Regions from separate parts of the Mus musculus genome. Here all the other regions are linked to region 3. Evidence: chromatin contacts called from public Hi-C and HiCAR-type data. All regions are on one chromosome and are shown on one strand. Each heading gives the region's core, a stretch centred on a gene start, on an enhancer-like site or on the middle of the called end of the contact. The rest is flanking DNA. Distances are from core to core; before and after follow the strand shown.

Region 1 (4,461 bases), core at 1,427-3,926, 1.0 Mb before region 3:
AAATAAGTTAGCAGCGGCTTAAAAGGCATCAAATGATGAGCATCGCTTATTTCCCATGTGAGGAAAAGTATGTATTGACTACAGCCGCATAAAAGCTGATACCAGTACATGGACTTCACAGCTGAATGGGCACACACTGTGACAACAGTCGGCATCTTGGGTGAGCCACTGTCTCAAAAGTTTTTATAATAAACTCACGGCAGGAAGTCTATGTTTCAAACAACTACACTTGGAACTGCTTCTTCATGGAAAACAAACGTGCAGAAGAAATGTGAGTGGGCAGAAAGAAATGCACACTTCTTTTGGAGTAAACACAGGAAAGAAAAGTAGTTTCAATGATCTACAACAGAAGGTGTCTGCTTAAGCCTGAAGTGCAACAGTGAACTTTTTACTCCAAGAGAGGAACTCCTCCCTCTCTCAAAAGATGAAAAACAACATTAATTGGCAACCCTAGTTGGGTATTTAAAACGTTTCCTATTAAGGGCTAGTTTTATCTTTATAAAAGACGAATTCTGTATTTAATAACGCATCTGCACTTCAAAAACAGGGCTCTTCCTGACAAGCCTGGACACACAGCTATTTTTAAAAATATAAATAAATACACTGCATTAATTTTAACACCCGGTGTTTAACCAATGTGCTGCTTAGGAGCAGAACCTCCTCTCCGTATTACACATAACTCTTATACCTTCGCGCAGTTTCAATTGTTAAGTCCAATTGTCAAAGGAGAAAAATGTGTACCCTGAGGAGTTTGTAGGAATGTGTCTTAGGAAGAAACCTTTCCAGATAGACGGCTTCCGTCCAACTTTTCTGTCGCTTAACTACGCTAAAAAGCTCTCCTGGGTAAAGAGAACACTTCTCTCAACTCTTCCTTTTGAGAGGAAAAGAGGATCGCCAAGGGCGATCGCCAGAGATCACTCCCCTCCAACAGTTCCTCGGAACATCCTGAGCACCGATCTTCTCCTGGCCCCAGACCGTGAACCCGGGTATGAAATGCCTTAGTCTTCCTCAGCAAAACACCCTGGCGGAGTTGTGCCCTGGTCCCACTAACCCCAAATTTTCACGAACACCGCAGAGCCCCTGTGCAGAGAGCAGGAAAATGTCCCCTAGTCCACCGTGCAGGGAGGTAGGCGATTCCGACCACCAATCCCGGTTCCAGATCCCACCAAGCAAGCCTGGCCTAGCGCGGAAATCACAGCAAAAATCTGTGTTTTACTGCTGCCTAGGACCCCTGACCCATTTGCCCAGGACAAAAACACTAACAAGCTCTGTGACATCCTCTCCGAAAGCTCGCTCTTGGCGCCCCCTGCCGGGAATCTCCGGGACGCCGCAGGCGCAGGAAAGTTAAAACCCAACTCAAGGCAACCGCATCCAGGTACAAACAACAAAAAAGGACGTGAAAGCGCTTCCCGCCAAAGCCCGGGGCGGGAGGTGAGGGGTACCGGGACCGGGACCTACCCGCTCTGGGCCCAATTCCAAGGGCGATCGCCGGAGATCACTCCCCTCCAACAGTTCCTCGGAATATCCTGAGCACCGATCTTCTCCTGGCCCCAGACCGTGAACCCGGGTATGAAATGCGTGCGGCTGGGCTGCCCGCAGACGGGGGCTCTGCGATTGGAGCTCATCCTGCTGAAGCCCCAGGCTTCGCCATCCCTGCCTTAGTCTTCCTCAGCAAAACACCCTGGCGGAGTTGTGCCCTGGTCCCACTAACCCCAGATTTTCACGAACACCGCAGAGCCCCTGTGCAGAGAGCAGGAAAATAAATGTCCCCTAGTCCACCGTGCAGGGAGGTAGGCGATTCCGACCACCAATCCCGGTTCCAGATCCCACCAAGCAAGCCTGGCCTAGCGCGGATTACGCACACAGATCTCCACGGGTACCTGAAAGGTGCTGGCCGAGGTGCAGGCTTGCCCACTGACCGGTCGCACACCCGGACCTTCTCAATCCACGCTCGTATCCAGGGAAAGGCTAAGACACAAACTTCCAGCCCGTGCACTATCTCCACTGCGACCGCCCCCGCTTTGATGGTAGTCCTGCACGCGCCTCTGCCAGGTTGTCCCCACCCAGGTGTCTGCAGAGTGACCCTACCAGAGACTTACACCACCCGCAAATGGACCAGTGCCGAGTCCAGTTCACACGTGCAGGGTCTCAGCTATGACACTCAGGGACTCTGCGGGGAGAGAGCTCACCAGATGCCGGGCGCGTTCCTCCTGCTAGTCATCCAGCGCCCCGGGGCCCGGAGCTGCTCCAAGGGTCCTCTTCAGTGTACTACGAGGGAAGTCGAGGCAGCCGCCACCACTGCACCCCGCCACTTCTCCAGAGCTATCCTCCTCTCGCAGCGCGCCAGGCTGGGGACCAGCTAGTCTGCCGGAGTCTCCAGTTGTGCAGCTGAGTGGACAGGCTCGCGCCGAGAGAGGGCGACCGGTGAGGTGGCAAAGTTGGGTACCCTCTGCTTAGTAGCTGCGCGTGGGAACCAAGAACACCCCCAAAAAGGATTGCACGTGCCGGGACGCCCCCGCAGTGGGAAGGTGGGATACAGAGGTCGCCACAAGGCTGGGGCCACCGTCAGCCAAGGGCTGAGGAGCCCACCCGCGGCGGGAGCGCAGCGCGCGCGGGAGTGGGCACAGCGTGAGCAGCCGCTGCTGACGCCGCCTTCCTAGCGAGTAGACCAGCGCTGGGTGAGCGGGCCCAGAGCTCGGGGCGGGGAGCACAGGACCGCCTCGCCTCGCCCCGCCCCCGCCCCGCCCCCTCCGCCGCACCTCCCCTACTCCGCCCCTCCCGCGTGCAAACTGAGCGCCCCACCCACCCCTGACCTTCCCAGGCCCCTCCTCTAGCCCCGCCTCTTCCCGAGATGGGACCCCCAAACACTCCCCAGGGGGCTCTCTACACACCCCAGGAGTTCTATTTGTGCCACCAGAGTGCAAGCTCACCCAACTGGTGACTTTTTTCGAACTCCCTTCCTCGCCTGGAAGAGACCTTCTTTGGCTACCCGCCCCTTGCCCGGTGGCTCCTACGTGGCTACTTTGCAGGATGGGCTGTATAAAGGGCTGGAGGCAGTTCAACCCAAACCAGAGACGTGGCGTCTGCTAGGCCTGCCTAAGCTCCAGGTAAGTGCGTGCCCCCGGCGGATCGCGGGTGGGAAGAAAGTGGAAGTTTAAGATTCAGTTCTTCTGTGTCATCATAAGAAGACTGGGGTGTGCTTTGGGGGTGGTGAGGGGCCCGCCGCGGATTCTTACAGGCGAGCTGGGCCCAGCAAGGCTCTCAGTTCTTGAAAAGGATAGATCAGAGAAATGAATAAATCTGCCATCCAAGGAAATAGAGCAAGAGGTTCCCAAGTAGCCCTAATGGGAATTAGGAGAGGGTTACCTCATGGACAGAAACAGCTGGGCTAATTGGTACTCCGCAAGTATCTTGGGAGTTTACTGAGTGAGCATGGGGGCAAAAAGTTTATCTTGGAACGCAAAGTAAATGCCTTGGGAAGGCAGCTTTATTGACGCGTTGTTCAGTTCTCCTTCTAAGGAAGTGATCAACTCACCAAGTTCTAAACAACATACAAGGTTGTGAAGAGGGGAAATTACAGGATAAAGTCAGAAACCGTGGATCCCTGCCCCTACAGCCATGCTTGGCGATCCTTTTCCCTCAGGATAGGGTAAAGGAACGATGTCTTCAGGTTTTCCTCCCATATCGGGCCTTGTTGGTGGCCTCGGGTGCTTTTGCATAAGGAACCTCATCAATGAGTTTCTTAGCTGCAAGACCTAAGGATGTTCCCATTTGCCACAATCACATCCTGGTATTGGCAGGTTGCAAATGTGCCCTGGTAGGGGATAGGGGCGCCGGTGACAGTTCGGGGCCTCTGTGAGGGTTCCATGATGCTAAACAGGGACCGGGTAATAGCTGGAATGTGTCACCGCTCATCCAGGACCACAGAGATTCAAGAGGAGGTGAATAGAAGCACAAGTTGCCACCAATTTGTTGTGTCTGTCACCTTCAAATGAAAGAATTAGGCGAAACCATTTTTGAAAGAGTCCATTGGAGGCTATGTCAACCCCAGAGTGTGCTGTGTCTACAATTGTGGAGCCTGAAAAGTATGGCCCCAACGCAGATGTCTTCTAGGGCTTGTTTGGGAAACATCTACTACAGATGCTTGGCTGGCTTCCAGCTCTGGGGTGGCAGCTCCTGGCTTCTAGATCTTGCCCGGAAAAGTTAATAGGCTTCCTTTGCTTCTCCCTGCTGTTTCAGAAGTGGGTGGGAACTAGCGCCATTCTGAGCACTCCCCTTCTCTTGCCTACGTGGCACAACAGTCTGGGAGACTTTTGGGAGAAGGAGGCCTTCTAGGGGCCGACAGTGGAAGACCTCAGCCTCACACTTGAACCCTATAGCCTTCAGGAAGGCAGGGTGGAGCAGAACAGGGTGGAGAAAGACAAATTAAAACTCAAATGTACTTCACTCTTTCTTATGCTT
Region 2 (4,402 bases), core at 449-2,948, 1.1 Mb after region 3:
TTGCAGAGTTGAAGCACAGCAGATCAGTTCAAATGAGGGAAATACAAACCCCTTGCAAGCACAGCCTCCCCCTCTATTATCCTCTTCTTCCACACCCTTCATTACCCCGGTGTTTACAGTGAAAACGCAACTTTGGGTATTTGAGAAATAAGTGGCTCCTTGTGGAAAATACAGAGATGCACATCCCTCTAAGCCCCCAAGTCTGTTTTCCGACCCCCACCCTCCGACCGAGGAGGTTGCACCTCCTTCCTAGAGACTTTACTCTGAACAGAGTGGCTCAACATGCTGAGTATCAATCGATGAAAACACATTACACACAAGAAGAAGAGGAAGGGGGGAGCGAAACGCAGCTTTGCTTTCAGCCATTAATTACGAATCACCCAAATATCGCTACGCCTATCTCCCATGCACAAGCACCCTTGCCAAACCTGGCTGTCAGGCAGCGCTTTCCAGAGCCTCGCTATCTATTGTCAGGACAGAGAAGCCCCCGGAAGCCTGTGAATCCCTCTGAAAATGCTTCCTCGGAAACGCTAAATATAGACCAAAGGGGTCTGGGTCTGGCGAGCAGCGGGAGACTGAAGAAACGGCCATGGACGCATATGACTAAGTCTTTCCATTTTGTTCTAGCCAAACATCGTAATGACATTGAACATAAGGGCAAAAGACTGGAAGGAAGTCTTCCCCGCCCCCACCCCGTCTTCTCCGGTATATTAGGGACGTCATGAATGCAACCGGGTTGCTCTGGAGGGTGGCGGGGAGCAGTCGGTGTTGCCCTATATACGCGTCCTCCGAGGTAGAGGGGTGGCAGGGAGGGGAGCACGCGGAGAAGCCACTTGGTAACCGCTCCAAGAAAGACACTGACCCCGGACCCCGTTGCGGGGAGAGCCGCCTTCCAAGAGGGGAGCCGGTAGGATCGCGGTCCTCCCCCGGGGCAGACAGCACCCCACTGCCGCCCGCCGCCACCCCTAGCCCCGCTGGAAGCGGAGGACCAACCCCCACCGGCGGTGAGCAAGAGGACGACGCCCGGAGGATGCGCCCGGCTCCAGCAGCTCAGCTAAGGCAACTCACCGAACGGCGCGGCGCCCGACTGCTTCCTGGCGAACATGCACCCGCCGCCAAAGACAGCTCCTCAGTCGGGGGAAAGGCGTGCGCGCCGCCGCCCGGCTTCAGAGCAAGGTCCTGACCTTGCCCAGCTGCAGCATCCTCCGCTTTTGTTGTCGGAGCGCGGCCGCGGGACAAGTGATGCTGGCGGGGAGCAGGGGCGAGCGCGGCAGGCGAGAGGCGGCTCCCGACGCGAGTGCGCAGCGCCCGGCCCGGCCGCCCCTCCGAGCGCGGCGAGCGTAGCGCCCCCTGCCCGACTCGGCGGGCGCCGCGGGATGCTCAGGGTTCCGCGGGGCTCCCCGGGCTCGGGCCGGGCTACCGAGCCGCCGCGCCCGCCGCTCCGCTCGGCCGGTTGCCGCCGCGGGCGCGAGCCTGGGCCGCCCTGGCGCCCGGCGCCGAGCGCTCTCGAGCTGCGCCCTGCGCGCCGCCCGCGCCACCTGTGTCGCCGCCGCCGCCGCCGCCGCCGAGAGCGAGGCTCCTCCCGCCGCGCGCCGCAGCTCAGCCTCCGGCTCAGCCGCGGCGGCCGGCTCCGGCGCTTGGCTAGTGAGCGAGCGAGCGTCCGCCCCACCACCGAAACCTGCCCCGGGTGCGGAGCATGCCCAGTGCCGCCGAGAGAGCGCGGCGCCTCGCCACGCGAATTCCACTTCTGGTTTTCGCGGCGGCAGCAACAGCAGCAGAGATGGGAGGAGGCGGCTCAGGTTGGGAGAGGGCCGCGCATCCCCGGGAACAGACAGCACCCGAGATAGAGCCTACGCGGAGAGTTGATTCTGCGGGGCAGATGTTGGTCTGCAAAGGGGCAGCGATTGAGGGGTTTTAGAGTAGCTTGTGAGTTAAGGAGAGCACCGGGCCAGCCATGAAAGCTAGTGGATGGGGGTGGATGTTCTTGTAGATTCTAGGGTTCCAAAGCAAAGAACGCATGACGTCTGTGAAAGGTTCTTTCGTAGTGTTGGGGCCCCATCTCCACCACCTCCTGCTCTGATTATGCTTTATGCAAACTCAGTCTGGTTTTAAAATCTGGAATATGAGTAAACTTCCTACAAGGAAGACCCTTGCTGGATCTAGAGCTTTAATGAATTCTCTTCGTCTTCCTGTCACGTCTCACCCAGTTGTCTTCTTGGACACCTCCACGACTGTTTTCCTCTTCTCTTCCATTGTCCCGTGCTAAAATGAAAACTTTGCTCCTCCTCCACTGACCGCGGTGGAGTCTGTGAAGCTTGCTCCATTTCCAACTGAGATTTCCGAATGTCTCTCAGTTAGTCAGTCATTAGGCAACACAGAGTGCTAAATCTAGCAAGCAAAGTCACACTATGAAAAGTCTTGTTGGAAAACGAAACCCATGCCAAGTTCCAAGGCAGGCAGGCCCTCAGGACCTTCATCTATGTCCCTGTGTGGCTGCAAAGTCTGTCAGTCACATGCAGGACAAATACGTCCCATAATTATTCCACCAAAGATCCTTACTTTGAAGCCAGCCCACCCCACCCTACTCTTTCCCAGAGCCATTTTCTGAGACACAGATAAATGGACCAGGAACCCCGAACTTGTAATAAGAGGGGTTCCAGCTTCAGTAATCTCAGGGACATTTCTATTCAGTTTGCAAGAGATTATCCAACAAGGTCAAAATGCTTGCATTAAATCTGAGATAGCCTCTATTATTCTCTGGAGTTAGTGAAAGGCTGAGGCAAGTGGAAAGAAAAGTTAAGCAGACTAAATATGTAAAGGAACAGACAAGAGATTGAGTAATGACTGTTCACAACAGGGAAATGTGCACCGTCAGTCATTCCATCTACCTCTAGTAGGCTCAGTCTCACTCCCAAAAGTTGTTCTCCAGTGTAGGTTCTCCTTCGAAGCTGGTGTGACATTAACATAGCCTGATTCCTGTGAGGGAAGATATGTGGTCATTTGCAGGTTTGGTTTTTTGTTTTTTTGTTTTTTTGTTTTTTTTTTTCCCACATCAGCTTCAGTTGAATCTGGAATTTGGGGCTTGTAAGGCACACCAGCTGTCACATCTCGTGTGTGTGTGTGTGTGTGTGTGTGTGTGTGTGTGTGTGTTACATAATAAAAGATGCGCTTAGCCTCTGTGTGTCTGTTTCTGTTTGTACTTGTGTGATTTGTATGTGCTAGCATGTGTGAGAGATACGTGTATGTATGTATGTGAGGCATGTGGTCTATGTGAATATGTGTGCTGATGCCCGGAGACCAGGGAGAACTCAATAATGTTCTTTTCTGTCCCTCTTGGCTTTATTCTTTAAGACTTGGTCTTCCACTGAACCTGTGAACTTAGAGGCTAACAAGCCCCCCAAAACCTCCAGTCTCCAGGTCCCCTCAAGACTTGATTTACAGGTGTGTTACATGGCCTCACCAGTCATTCTATGGGGGTCCTGAACTCAGGTTCTCAAACTTGCAGAACAAGCACAATTACTGAGCCATCTCTCTGGATCCCTGTTTTTCTCCTTATGAATTTTAAGGAGTCAGTAAGTCAGTGGGGACAGGGAAGAGACTAAGACAAAATCAGATATCGTAGTAGGTGCACAGATCCTATCCTTATAGCATATACATATGTTTATATCCAAAAAGATCCAGTATGAGAGAAAAGTTGTTTGCTTTGCTTTATGAGAAATCGCAAAATTCCCATTGATTTATTGATCGCTATGGCAACACCCATGATCAGTCCCTGAAGAACTTCTTGTGGTAGGTGTGGGATCTTTAAGAAGCAGACATGCCCTAAACAACAAGGATTTCATTTACTCTTTGATGCACTTCGTTGAAACATTTATGATTTCTGTCCTTCCAGATTTATTTGTAACTGGAGATATTATTAAGTTCACAATTAGATAATGTGAAAACTAGGGTGAAGTGTTCCTGTGTGGTGCTGAGCCTTCGGACGACTCGCTGCTGCCATCTTTTGCTTGCTGCTTCTGACAGTTCCAGTGAGGAGCAGAATCCTAAATTCACACATCCACTCTGAGTCCAGAAAATTGTTATTCTGGTGGTTTCGAATTATATTGATCAATGAATGCTACATGGCAAATCGTTATTGTCCCTCGTCTGTTTGCACATCATTAGAGCAACGCAGTGTAGAAATCACATCTCAAAGCAACACGTTTCTCTTGATTTTTCAAAATCAACTTAAAATATGAAGCAAACATTTTTACATGGAAGTTTGGCTTAAGTTTTGAGAATAAAATGTATTAATGAAACACATTTTGTAAAGTCATATGTCAAGTTTTAGAGTTCAGATTGTGTTGACTTTAGAAGAAAATCTCTTTATTGGTAAAATATCAAGATAATGAAATTTAACTAG
Region 3 (4,470 bases), core at 635-3,134:
TCAAATTTCCCCCATGTGTGTTTTTCTTCCTCCGATCCTAAGATGTCCATGTGAATAGTCTCTACATGTAATTTAATTAGTGCTATTTTGACACAATGCCTTTCCAACAGCACACACTAATGAACTCCTTATCTTGGGAGAATCAGTCATGTGATCCTACTGTGCAGGCCACACCAAGCAGCTCAGAGCCTCAGGCAGGTAGACACAAACTACTCCTTTAGGAATTAAAGGTCAAGGTGTTCCTTAAAGGAAATGTTTGCTGTTGTTGTTTTGTTTATGTTTTTTTAGTAGATTTTTTTCATACAATATAGTCTGATTATGTTTTTCCTCTCTCCAACTTTTCCCCCAATTCCTACCCACCATACCTCTCTCTCTCTCTCTCTCTCTCTCTCTCTCTCTCTCTCACACACACACACACACACACACACACACAGAGTCCACAAAACCACAAACCAAAATACACAAGCAATACACTAGTAAGATTTTAAAAAATGCTCAAAGAAAACCACATGAGACAGGAAGTCTACAAAAATACCACTGAGTTCGTTTTGCGTTGGCCATCTATTTACTGGGGCATAGGGCCTACCCTGAAGGTGGTTTAATATACTCAGTGAGACGCCACTGGCGAAGCAAGCCGGTACCCATTGCGGACAGACTTGGTTAGGGATAGGAGCCAGTATCTTAAAGGTAATCTTTCCACAAGTTAATTTGTATTGTAAGAAGTGAGAATTGAACCCAGAGCCTTCCATACTCTAGCATAGTATCTTACACTGAACACAAAGACTCCCGTAGCTATAACTCCTAACCCCAGTTAGGCGAGTTGAGAAGCACTGTCATAGTGAATCAGCTTTGAAATACAGCATACTTTAAAGGCAGTTTCCTCTCTCCTCCTGTTCTCCAGTGGGGCCAGCAGCTGGAGAGTCTAAGTTTTTACTACAGAAAGATGGTACAGATGTGTCCCTACCCCACACAGTCCTCCAAGGTCTGCAGGGAGATGCCCTGGTTTTATACCACAGGAGACTTGGCTTCTAGGACCCACGGTTTCCAGGCTGGCTCTCTGTGGTGCTTCCACAGGTATCTCTGCCACCAGAAAGGGCAGTAGAAATGCCAACTCCTCCAGCCATGGAGGAACAAACAGGAACTGAGTGGAGGCGGCTGCCCAAGGCACACAAAGGTTGCTCACCATTTCCTAAGAGAGGTGGCTCTTTACTGGACTGAACTGCCAGTAAAAAGAAGTTTTGGCTCAGAAGTTCCGGGTTTGCTTTAAAAAAATACCGTTTTAACCACTTTCAAGAGGGAGTTGGATGCGAAAATTAAATGAATAAAGGAAGTCATGCCGGGTGATTAATGATCATAATTATTTCCGCTTCTTTGGTCTGTCAGTGTGAAATGCTGTCAGCCCACGATTAATCATCATGATACAACACTACCTTTTAATTGTTGGGGGTCTCCCACGCAAACATCTGTGCAATCTCATAAAAACTGCCTACTTTTGAGTTTTGACTTGTACAACTAGGGTGTCCCCGCCGGGGAGGGCTGGATCCCGCGACCCGCTCACCTGCACCCCGGGCCCGCTCACCTGCGCGCCTGCGCAGCACACAAGCAAGGGGCACCGGGGCACTGGGACCCCGATCCTGCCCTGTCCCCTCCCGGCGCCCCAAGACATAGTGCAAACCAGTCAGTACCGGCGGGCGGGTGTCCAGCTTTGGTCTCCAGCTTTCCTTCTGGAGGCGAAGACATGGCGCCGCTGGTTTTCGGAGGGGCGACGGCAGCCGCGGGGTGGGCGTCAGTGCGCGCGCGAGGACTCGGGGGAAGGCGTGAGGCGCGCGCTGCTCGGGAACGCGCACTGCCGCCCCGGGCAGGGGGGCGTGGCTCCAAACGGCTGCGTGGCACGGTCCCGCCCACCCGAACTCTGTGAGCCGCCTCGCCTCGCCCCGCCCGTCCTTGTGGAGCATGCGCAGCGGCCAGCGCCACGTACGACTCCAAGGCTATTGTATGGGAAGGATGACAGGGCGCGTGTGTACGTGAAGGGCGGGGCGGCCCTGCGACCAGCGAGGGGCTGGACCCGTGGTGCGTGTTCACTAGCCAAGCTGTCACTGAGGGAAGCGTAGCCTGCTGGTGGTTCGAGACCCCAGCGCGGGGTTTCGTTCAGAGATGGCAGCTCCTGGCTCCTTGGCTCACTTTGCAGCAAAACTTATCCGTTACTCTCTAGAACTCGCAGCTCTGCAAGATCAGCAGTCTTCTATCTTTAGAAAAGGGCCTGCCACCATCCCTTCCAGGCTGCACACGGATCTTAGACGACCCAGCTATTAAAAGAGGCAGGGTGCCACACCTCTCTACTCCTTCCTTACTCTCAGAACCTCTTGACTGATCTCTCAGAACCTCTCCCTGACCCCAGGCTGCCAAATCCGAAGGTCACTTGTCCAGTGCCTTTGATCTCGTAGGAGCACTGCAGACAGCTCTGGATGTTCTTTAGCTTTAGGGACGCCATGTCTCTGCCTTGTCCAGACCACCGTGGCTGCCATTCGGCTTGGCAAGCTTCTCTGTAGACTTGTAAATATTTGTATCTCCCGTGCATCATCCTTGGCCCTCTTCCCTACACGTTCCTGGGGTGCTTTCCACTGTAATGATGTTGGCGTCTGAGTAATTCATAAATTACTCAGAATTATTTAGCTCGCGGTTCTCAAGAGGCAAGTGGTTTGCAGGCTTGCATAGAAACAATTTCTTAGTCGAGGAGGTTTGAAGCCCTTGTGGCCATCAAATGCAACCTGTAGCACATACAACCCACAAGGCTTTTTTCGTGACAGGGCCTGGCAAACTAGCAGCTCATTGCTTATGGCTCCTTGACCCATATTGGTTGTTCTGATCCTTCTTTAGTGGGACAGGCCAGTTCTTCTGGTCTTGGCATCTGCTATTCCCATCACTGAGCACTGATTCCTCCAGATATCTACATGACTGACTCCTTCCTATAGTACAACCAGCTTGTGAAGTCAGCTGACCTGTGGGATCTGAGAATGTAGCCAAGGTGCCCGGCTCATGTTTCTGTTCATGTTTTTTACTGCCTCCATGCGATCAACCTCATCTGGCCGTCCTTATTTCTCTCTGCTCATTTACTGGAATTCTCCATGGACTGGACTGTCAGCTCCATGGAAGGAGAAGCCTGGTATATGGTTTTCACTTATATTCCAGGCCCTTAGCCATGGCAATCGCAAAAGACCCATATAATCCTGGAACAGAGAGGCAATGGGTCTCCTACAATGTTGTCTTAACAGAGAGCAACAAATGGGGCCTACACAGAAAATGGAGTGGATGCTTAGGATATAATAGTATATTCATTCACTTTCACTTGTGGAGGAGGCATGTGGGTGGGTGTGGGCATGTCCAGCCCAGTCTGTCACAGGTACAGTCTACATGTTGAGTACCACTCTGGGAGCATTCTATGCACTGGTGTCTACCGAACAGATTCTAGTAATGTTGACTGGTGTTAATTGAATCTTAAATGGTTCTAGGGATGAGAGAGGATAATTCATTTTTAACAAGAACATACACAGAGAAAGAGATAGAGAGAGGGGAAGGGGGAGCGGGAGGGGGAGGAGGTGAAAGAGTCATTTCAGTCTGGTGAATGTGAGCTGGGCCCAGATACCAGGTTTCTCAGCCCAGCAGCATTTCCTCCTAGTGCTGGCTGACTTCTGGGTAAGGGTTTTGGAGGACATTTCCTACTTTTCTCTAAGTAGGCTGTTTTCTAAACAGAATCTGGAAAGAGTGAAGAAGTCACAGAAGGTGCGAATTCTCCCTGCCATTGTCTGTTTTGAACCTTAGTGACGTCATTGAGCCCTGTGGTTTCCCTATCTGCAAGAAAGACATCGGAGGGCAGAGGGCTGTGCCACCCCCCCCCCCCCGGGGATGTTAGCTTCTCAGCACTCCCACAAACACCTGCAGTAACTTGCCTGAAAAGGAGAGATTCGGAGGCAGCGTACTTCAGTTTTCCACAGCTTCCCTTGCAGGAGCCACACCCTGGTTCTATCCCCACTGCAGAATTAAATAAATACATTAAAAAATAACAACAAAATCTTATGACCATAGCTTTGGAGATTCCAGTGCCTTCCTTACTGGCCCCATTGCTTTTGAGCCTGCAGCAACACAGTGGCTCCAATCTGTTCACCTCATGGCTGGGGGAGCAAATGAAAGAGGAAAAACTCAGAGTTCCACACGTCCTTCAAACAGATTCCTTCAATGACCCAAAAGTCTCCCGTTAGACCCCATCTTTTAAAGGTTCTCCCATCAACAAATATTGCCAGACTGGGTGTCAAGCCTTTGCCACGTGCACCCCTGAGAAACATTCCAGATCTGAACCATGATGGCTGCTGGTGTTGTGAGGTTTCCGGTTCAGTGGTGATGCGGTTCTGTATCATCCCAGTGACTCCTACAGCATCCTCAGATGTGGCTTCTCTGATGGAGACTGTAGGCACT

What was found. Hi-C and Micro-C count contacts between places; a contact is called where the count stands out from the background. HiCAR-type assays count read pairs that join an accessible place to other places.
Region 1: a Hi-C map of uterus shows a contact between it and region 3, with 6 times the contacts expected there. The contact joins the promoter of Sema5a here to the promoter of Dap in region 3. A contact is called at or near these places in 3 of 39 promoter capture datasets (the 3T3-L1 cell line, liver and pre-B cells) and 1 of 484 Hi-C or Micro-C datasets (uterus).
Region 2: a HiCAR-type map of astrocytes shows a contact between it and region 3, with 4 times the contacts expected there. The contact joins the promoter of Ctnnd2 here to the promoter of Dap in region 3. A contact is called at or near these places in 8 of 39 promoter capture datasets (cranial neural crest, embryonic stem cells, frontonasal cranial neural crest and 4 more), 2 of 484 Hi-C or Micro-C datasets (both in embryonic stem cells) and 11 of 115 datasets of contacts at active chromatin or transcription factors (VIP interneurons, astrocytes, embryonic forebrain and 7 more).

Annotation. Positions count from the first base shown.
Region 1 is chr15:32,243,028-32,247,488 of GRCm38.p6, reverse strand. It overlaps Sema5a (sema domain, seven thrombospondin repeats (type 1 and type 1-like), transmembrane domain (TM) and short cytoplasmic domain, (semaphorin) 5A), which reads right to left and starts at 2,676. Exons shown (of 23, transcript NM_009154.2): 1 at 2,190-2,676. Snhg18 (small nucleolar RNA host gene 18) reads left to right here and starts at 2,827. Exons shown (of 2, transcript NR_038186.1): 1 at 2,827-3,107.
Region 2 is chr15:30,169,830-30,174,231 of GRCm38.p6, reverse strand. It overlaps Ctnnd2 (catenin (cadherin associated protein), delta 2), which reads right to left and starts at 1,698. Exons shown (of 23, transcript NM_008729.3): 1 at 1,069-1,698. The coding sequence starts at 1,105. Gm31953 (a long non-coding RNA gene) reads right to left here and starts at 1,062. Exons shown (of 2, transcript XR_875097.3): 1 at 429-1,062.
Region 3 is chr15:31,221,799-31,226,268 of GRCm38.p6, reverse strand. Dap (death-associated protein) reads right to left here and starts at 1,884. Exons shown (of 4, transcript NM_146057.3): 1 at 1,686-1,884. The coding sequence starts at 1,740.